3 separate regions of the Gossypium hirsutum genome follow, and regions 1 and 2 are each linked to region 3. The links are chromatin contacts, called in public Hi-C maps. All regions are on one chromosome and are shown on one strand. Each heading gives the region's core, a stretch centred on a gene start, on an enhancer-like site or on the middle of the called end of the contact. The rest is flanking DNA. Distances are from core to core; before and after follow the strand shown.

Region 1 (2,700 bases), core at 115-2,614, 140 kb before region 3:
TCAGCTATAGTTCTTGAATACAGATAGCTCATGAAAAATGAAGGGTCGGAGCAATACTAACCCATTCATTTCAACATATGCAATTTCACCGGAGAAGGAAAAGAACTCCTTGAGATCTTTCTCAGATGCACCCAAGGAAACGTTTCCCACTTTCACAGATTGGGTCTGTCAAAAAATAAAAAAGACGGAAAAAGTTACAAATAAACCCCTAAAAGGCTAAAACTGATAAATCATCTTCAATCCCCCATTGCATTTAAGGAGAAAATATCCCATATATCTTTTTAGTCTAACGTCAAAACAAAATTTCCATTAGGTTTCAACCTCGTAGGAAGTTAATAACTCAGATAATAAAGAATCAGGGAAGGTCTAATGCATTTACATTAGAGCGAGCTAAACTCTGCATTTTTTTTCAAAAATTGAAGAAAGCATTAATTAAGCAATTTTTTACACCCTAATTAATGTGTACCAGCTTTCAAAATTGTTATGTATGCAACGAAGTGAAATCAAACAGATCAATGTATAGTTTACATACAAATCCAAAATAATAAAGAAATCTTTATTAGTAAAGTCCAAAAATATTTACAAACAAACAAATGGAAAATATATTATAAATTGCTAAGAATCGGGAAAAAAAAACAATCGCATTATGTAACGAAATAAGGAAAAAAATCAAATGCATAGAAGTTGCAAAATACAAAACTTAAATTACATTATATCGTTAGATAATTGAAACCTTAAAAAGTTAAAATAATTACAAATTCTCTTTTCATTTTCAGATGAAATTGAAAAGAAAATCAAATGTATAACAATTGCAGAATACTAAAATTAAATTAGATTCTATATGAAACCTTAAACAATTAAAAAGAATTACAAATTGTCTTTCATTTCCCGATGGAATTAATCGAAAAAGGAGAAAAAAATATTACAAACTCAATTAACGATATTTAAATCAAAACAAGAATAACATTAGATCTTGAAGTTGAATCCGAATTGTTAAAAAGTATAAATTGTTTTAGTCAACGAAACAAGATATGAGAAAACGAAAGAAAAAAGAAGCACTAACCGCCATGTAGTTCCGTTTAAAGGCGGAAGAGATCGAATTTTTTATTAAGCGGAGAATAAAATTTTATTTCTCTATTCTTTTCAACAAAACACAAAGAAAATGGAAGTTTTCCCGAGGGGTAGAAATTAAATGGTGTGAAATGTGAATGAAATTACGAGGTGGACAATAAATAACTATAAATGACAGTTCCAAACAGTATTGAGGGTATGTTCGGGATATTGATGCAAAATGAGAAGCGTAGCTATTCTACTTTCGAGTAGAATTGGTTATAGGTGATTTGAAGTGCTGGGGCGCGTAAGATCAATCAAACAACTTTCAATTTTTTTATTATAGGAAATGATATTTTTCTTTTTACAATTTTTCTTTCATTTTTAGTTTCTTGCGACCAAAATAGTTAGCATTGAATGGGAAAGAATTGTTTTGTAAAAACATATATCCAATCTCTTTAAATTTTAATATTGAGCAAATTGGTTCTTTTAAAAAAATTAAAAAAATTTAATCTTTATTAATTTTGAAAGTGAGCAACTAAGGAAAATTAATCACGATGTCAATATTTTCTGTTAATTGTGCATAATTTTAATTGATATAATAATAAATTTACTATTGATGTTTATATATTCAATGTAAACATTGACAAAATGTGTAAATGTTTGGGGGGTTACATTTATTAAATTAGGACCAAATTGATAAAATATGTAAATATCACAGGTTAAATTTGTTAAATCAAGACCAAACGGACAGAATATCTAAAATTTAAGGGCTAAATTTGTTATTATGTGAATAATAAGATGTACAATTGATAAAAAAAACATTAACATTGGATTAATTGTCCTTAGTTGCTCACTTTCGAAAATGGTAGAGATTAAATTGCTCTATTTTTTTAAAATGACCAATTTGTTCAATGTTAAAATTGAGAGAGACCATAGAGATCTTTTTACCAATTGTTTTCTATTTGAGTAGGTGTGGTTTTGATGACGGACTAGTGTTGTCTCTCATGCTTCCTCGTGAAAATTGGAATCTATATCTTTAAAGGAATTTTAGTCGTTCTACCTTAAAAAATATTTTTGAATATTAAATTAACAGATAAGAAATATTTTAATGAAATTAAATATGGATCATTGGATTAAAAGATATGTGATTAAATTTTAACCATTGATTTTATATATAAATAAACATGGCTCCAAAAATGAATTTTTGTAAAATTTCAAAAATGTTATGGAAATACCAAAAACGTCACAAAAAAGTAAGTTTTGACCTTTCGTGACATTTTTGGCAAAAAGTAAGAATACGTCACAGATGTAATGTAACTAAAAGTCGTGATACTTAAAAAATGTGAAAGGTATCTTTTCTGTTATGTTACTTTTTAAAGCACCACATTGACCAATCAAAAGCGTCACAAATTAATTTCTTCTCTTGTGATGTTTAAAAATGTCACGAAAAAGTCGATCCAAAACGTTGAATTGTTTTCTTATTTTGTGACATATAGAAATTGTCAAGAATAATAATTTTAAAAACATAAAAAAAACACACTTTAGTTACTTTTATTTTTTTAACTAAAAGGTAACGAAAGAATAAAAAACATCATAAAAGGGATACTTTTAGTTACTTTTATTTTTTTGACTAAAAGGTAATGGAAT
Region 2 (2,700 bases), core at 152-2,651, 160 kb after region 3:
TCTCTATGCCTTAAAAGATGCTAAACCCTTGAATCATTATTTTGTTGGATGCTAATTTTCAAGATGTATCTAGTTTGGTTGCTCTTTGTCATTAAGAGTCGAACAATTTACTCTTTCATCCATATCAAGGTAAATCTCCCAATAGTTACTCACCACTAACTTTAGCAATTTAGAAGTCAATAGATTTTAAATAATATTTACTTGCGTGCTCTGGATCATTTGGAAAGTGAGAAATGAGACGGTTTTAAAAAAACCCATCCAAGATTATTTGGAAACTATTCAAAAGCTCAAGGATTTGATCGAAAATATTGTACCGTCTTTCAAAAGGACCACCCCAAGATTTAGACCTCTTGTTCACTTACCTTCAGTAAGTCACAGTTTGACACAAACCACTAATTTTGTTAGTGGGGAACTTTGTCTATGTATCTCTAGCGGACTTGAGCAAAACATTATTGAAGGGGCAGCCATCATTAAAGACAACATAGGGGACCTTTCATCACTTGTAGAGGGTTTAAGACTACGCAAAATTGCAAGCCAGAATTTTCATCTTTAAGCTTGCCTTCTTTCTTCATGAAAATCGAATCATAATATATAAGGTCAATAAAGAAAAATTATGGGTTAATCTTATCTTGGGAAGGTCAAAGGTGGGATGGAAACTCACATCGACTTTTCAAAAATACTCAACATGTACTTGTCAATACGCTTTATTTAGTAAAGCTGACAAAACAAGCTCAAACTTGAAAGCCTGCCTATGTTTATCTGAGCCCATAACAATCCGAGTCCAAGAAAGTCCGAGCCCATAACAAAATCAAGCCCAAGGATATTCGAGCTCGAGAAAGCCCGAGCCCGTAACAAATTCAAGCTTGAGATTGGTCTGGCTTGAGCTTGAGGTCTGACCCAAAACCCAAAAAAGCTCAAATTTATAATTGAACAGTCATAATAAACATTCATAATTAATATAAATTTGTGGTCTTACTTAAAATAAAAAAATGATAATTCTTTTTTTTTTTGAAAATGTATTCATAAGCATCGCAAATTTATAATATAATATAATAATAAATAAAAGATATTTTTGTCATTTCATATAATATCATAAAATAATGAATTTTACATACAATAAGTATTTTAATTATTTTATATAAAAAAACTCTATTGCATAGGTATAATTTATGTTTTTTATAAGAAATTTAAATCGTGTTGTCATTATATAAAAGTAATAAATTGTTACATTCGAAATGAAAATATTTATAACTTAAATTTCAAAATTATTTAAATTCCTCAAAACTCATCTAGCTTAATCCGAACCTGAATCTGAAAATATCCGAACCCAAACTTAACTGAATCTAATGAAAGTCCAATCTAAACCTGTTTGAGCCCACCCGTTTGCCATGAGGAGCAACGAAAATAGGCCTAACTTACAGCTAGAAGCTAAGCGTTAGGCGGAGTACGCCGCAGTGTCCAGCGCTTCGTTCTGTTGGCTTTAAACACATTGCTATTTTCCTCCCTTCTTTCCTTTTGTTTCGTAAAAAGAAAAGCACTTTGTCAAGAGCATACAGTAGGAAGACGTAACCATTACCCATTATAGACAAACAGCTGAAACAACTGTATCCAGAATCCAAAAAAGAAAAATAAGATACCAAAATAAAAAAAATTTAGAAAGTTTCACCTGGCTCGATAGGTGACTTTCGAAATATCCCAACGATTGAAAAAAGGGTTTCCGTCAGAGGAAACTAGGGTCGAAATCTGAGACCGATTCGATGGTGCAGAAAGTGGGTTGAAGGGTTTGAAGATCAAAGTAAAAGTGAGAATTTAAAGGGTTTTCTGTTGCAAAAGATGTTCGAAAATCTAATTGGAGAACTTGGGATAGAAGAGGAGTGGACCGGTGGTCATTTTGGCTGGAAGAAGCCGTCGGTGGTGATGGCTTTAGTGGCGGCAAAAATCTTGTTTTAGGGGTTAGTATTGGAGAAGAAAACCTTCTAGAGAAAATTAAAAGAGTAGCTAAATAATAATAATAATATGAAAAAACCGTTAAAGCGCTTACCACCAATTCAATAACATTTTAACAACAATTTCAATAATGTTAGAAATCAATTTGTAGTTTTCTTTTAATTATCTTACAAGTTCAACTTGGGATTAAGTATGCATGTGGGAGAGAAGCCATAGCCGAGAAAGAAGCTCCATTCCACTTGATTAATTGCTTGTCAATTAAATTCACTACTTTCAACCCAGAGATGATAGATATTCATCAATGGCAATGCTACCTTATCAGATATACAAGTTTATGGTTTATAAATCTAGTTAAGAGTTATCTCTCTCCATCCTATTTTCTCATCATCACCAACCCTAGGAAAGGCCCCTGCTCCCTCGCTATCAAAATACTAGATTCTACAAGTTTAGACAGTACAATTATACGAATGCATGTAAACATGGAATACACAAATATTCTATTTGTTTTCATATAGTCATACTATCCGAGCATCTATGTTCGAAATTTGTATATGTTTCAATCACAAATGACGAACAAAATATTTTAGAGAAAAAAGAAAAATTCAAATAACTCTCTTTCCACTTCCATCCCTCTCTTTCCCTCTCAACCAAAATGGAGACATGCTTCCCATTCCCTCCTACTTCATCTACATCCAAACTGACTCTATTCAAGATTTCAAGTTATTTTATTTAGCTAATGCAAAACCGGCATGT
Region 3 (2,700 bases), core at 117-2,616:
TATTAAAGGATTACAACCTAGCAATTAACTACCATCTGAAGAAAGTAAATGTCGTAGTCGATGCTCTAATTAGAAAATCTATGGCAACTATCGCTTCGTTGCGAGCTTGAGTTCACATGGAGAGAGAAAAATCCCTTCTAGCGAAACACCCTTCGTGAAAATCGATTGTATGTCAAATTCAACAAATGTGAATTTTGGCTTAAGGGAGCCACCTTTTTAGGTCATGCTATCTCTGTTGACGGTATCAAGGTGGATCCTAATAAAATCAAAGTTGTCTTAGATTGGAATCCATTGAGGAATGTAACTAAAGTACATAGTTTCCTAGGGTTGGCGGGGTACTACCGAATATTTGTGAAAGGTTTCTCAATGTTGGCCACACCTATGACTCGACTTTTGCGAAAGGATGAAAAATTTGTGTGATCAAAAGCGTGTCAAAAGAGTTTTGATAAGTTAAAAATGATCCTAACAGAAGCCCCAATTTTGTCCCAACTAGTATTAAAGTTATTGGGTTACTTGTTCAAGCTCAAAATATTATCCAATATTTGCAAAGTTCAAGACAAAAATATTAGATTCGAAATATAAGTTTGGACAAAAAAAAAGGTTCATTTAAAATATGGATTAGGATTATGCTCCAACATTTAAGGTTCAAGCTTCACTCAACCCAACCATTTTCTAATTAAGTAATATTTTATTTTATTTTATATATCACATGATTTATATCATTTAAAAATTAAATCTAAAATATAATATAATACTATAATATAAACAATAAAAAGAATACGTTCAATCATTTATATTTAAAATTTTAGTAAATATATTTTATTAGCTATTAAATTAAAAATAACATAATTTTTAATATATTTTTATAAAATAATATGAATAAGTTTAAAACGGACTTCAACACTCATTTACAAATATTTAGGTGCTTAAACAATATTTAAGGTGATATTTTGGAATGAGAACGACTAGGGATACCCAATTCCATGGCATATATCTATGAAACGATGTCGTTTAATTAATAGTTTAGTAAATGCCAGTCGCTTCAACCAGCTATTTTCTGTTCGTTGACGACCGTTGCATCAAGGCAGGTCTCAACAGCAGGGTTGGGAGCTAAATCAAATTCCTTATGTACCAAATAAAGGTTAAGAGATGCCTTAAGTCCTTGTTCTCTTGTACTCTTTTTAGCTGTAGTTTTATTTCAAAATGTGATATAAAAAACATAATAATATTAACAATTCCACTTGATTTTTGAAATAAAATAAAAGGATTACATTCTTAAAAATAAAAATATAAGAATTAAATTCTAAATTTGTAAATAGTATAGGGATTTATGAAAAATTTTAACCACCAAATAAACTGTCTCACTTTTTAGTTTTTTCTCTTTATTTAAAAGAAGAAGAATAATAAAAATAAAATTTTCAACGGCCGACCGGTGCTGACGTTCCAAAGACGCTTTTCTCCTCATTTCTCTCATCTCCTTTCATCAGATCTCACTCTTTCTTTTCCCTGACCCGGTATTGCTTCCCTTTCATTTCACTAAATAATTTTTTTCTTAAAAAAAAAAACAAATTTCTTTTTTAATTTTTTTAATTTTTTTTACATTTGATTATTAACATCGAATCTTTTTTTTTTTGGGGGGGTGGCGGGGGACTAGGGATTGTTAATTTTCTCCTTTATTTTTGATTGATTCGATAAGTTTCTTCTATTACCATGGCTGCTCCACCTGCAAGAGCTCGAGCCGATTACGACTACCTCATAAAGCTCCTTTTGATCGGCGACAGCGGTAACTATTTCTTATATATATATATTGATCTGATATTGATCTGAAAGGCGATCTACTTGTTAATCTACACTGTTTTTGGAAAAAATGTTAGCGCTCGTTGAAAGGATTTGATTTTTTTTTTTGGTTTATTTTGTTAGATGTGTATTTAAAGACCTTTACCTTAAGCTTCATTTTAGCTTTATAGATTATCGTAGTATGGAGATTTTATTGTACTAGCCAGGTTGATTGGGAAAAAAAAAAAGAATGGCTGCTTTTATGGTGAATCTAAGCTAATTGCTGATGGCATTTTTCGTAGGAATATATTTGATATTGTATTCTGTCTCAATTAGTATTTTGATGATTTGATTGGAGTCAGTAGCTTGTTCATTTGCTTGAGACCCGTTTCTTAGCTTCCATCTCTGCTACGAATAGTCGTAGTTACCTGTAATTAGGAACTACTTATTCTACAGGAGCTTGTCTTGGTATTTTGGCACATTCTTTTCAATTTGAGTTGTGAATAGTCTGTTTACTCATGCTTTTGTGTTGGCAGGTGTGGGTAAGAGTTGCCTCCTTTTGCGTTTTTCAGATGGCTCATTTACTACAAGTTTTATCACAACCATCGGGTAGTTGTTTTTTGAATGGTAGTAGTCTTATTATTGTTACAAGTATTGTTTCAAAAAGAGGCATGTCGTTTAATAAGGTAATGTATTATTTTGGCAGGATTGACTTTAAGATCAGGACTATAGAGCTTGATGGCAAACGGATCAAACTCCAAATTTGGGATACTGCTGGGCAAGAGCGGTTTCGTACAATTACAACTGGTTAGTTTTTGGGTTTGAAGGTGTCATTGACTGGAAATAAATGGTCTAGCATTGTAGCTTATTTGGTTGATGAAATAATTTGATAGCATGACTTGGCACCATTTCACTTGAGCCTGT

What was found. A called contact is a pair of places that touch in the nucleus more often than the background predicts.
Region 1: a Hi-C map of leaf shows a contact between it and region 3, with 3 times the contacts expected there. The contact joins the promoter of LOC121225073 here to the promoter of LOC107893784 in region 3. A contact is called at or near these places in 8 of 34 Hi-C or Micro-C datasets (anther, callus, hypocotyl and 2 more).
Region 2: a Hi-C map of fibers shows a contact between it and region 3, with 2.0 times the contacts expected there. The contact joins the enhancer-like site here to the promoter of LOC107893784 in region 3. A contact is called at or near these places in 4 of 34 Hi-C or Micro-C datasets (fibers, hypocotyl and leaf).

What each region holds. Positions count from the first base shown.
Region 1 is chrD13:22,437,406-22,440,105 of Gossypium_hirsutum_v2.1, forward strand. LOC121225073 (binding partner of ACD11 1) reads right to left here and starts at 1,365. Exons shown (of 5, transcript XM_041108898.1): 1 at 1,064-1,365; 2 at 62-165. The coding sequence starts at 1,069.
Region 2 is chrD13:22,735,705-22,738,404 of Gossypium_hirsutum_v2.1, forward strand. It overlaps LOC107920390. Among protein-coding and RNA genes, the nearest start is that of LOC107941379, 35 kb to the left of the region's middle. Within about 2 kb of position 1,402, at least 4 of the 9 cell types and tissues checked have an H3K27ac peak or open chromatin away from gene starts, as enhancers often do. A contact at or near this core is called in fibers and leaf, where this site is marked.
Region 3 is chrD13:22,572,962-22,575,661 of Gossypium_hirsutum_v2.1, forward strand. LOC107893784 (ras-related protein RABE1c) reads left to right here and starts at 1,367. Exons shown (of 10, transcript XM_041108904.1): 1 at 1,367-1,514; 2 at 1,655-1,783; 3 at 2,313-2,385; 4 at 2,483-2,583. The coding sequence starts at 1,711.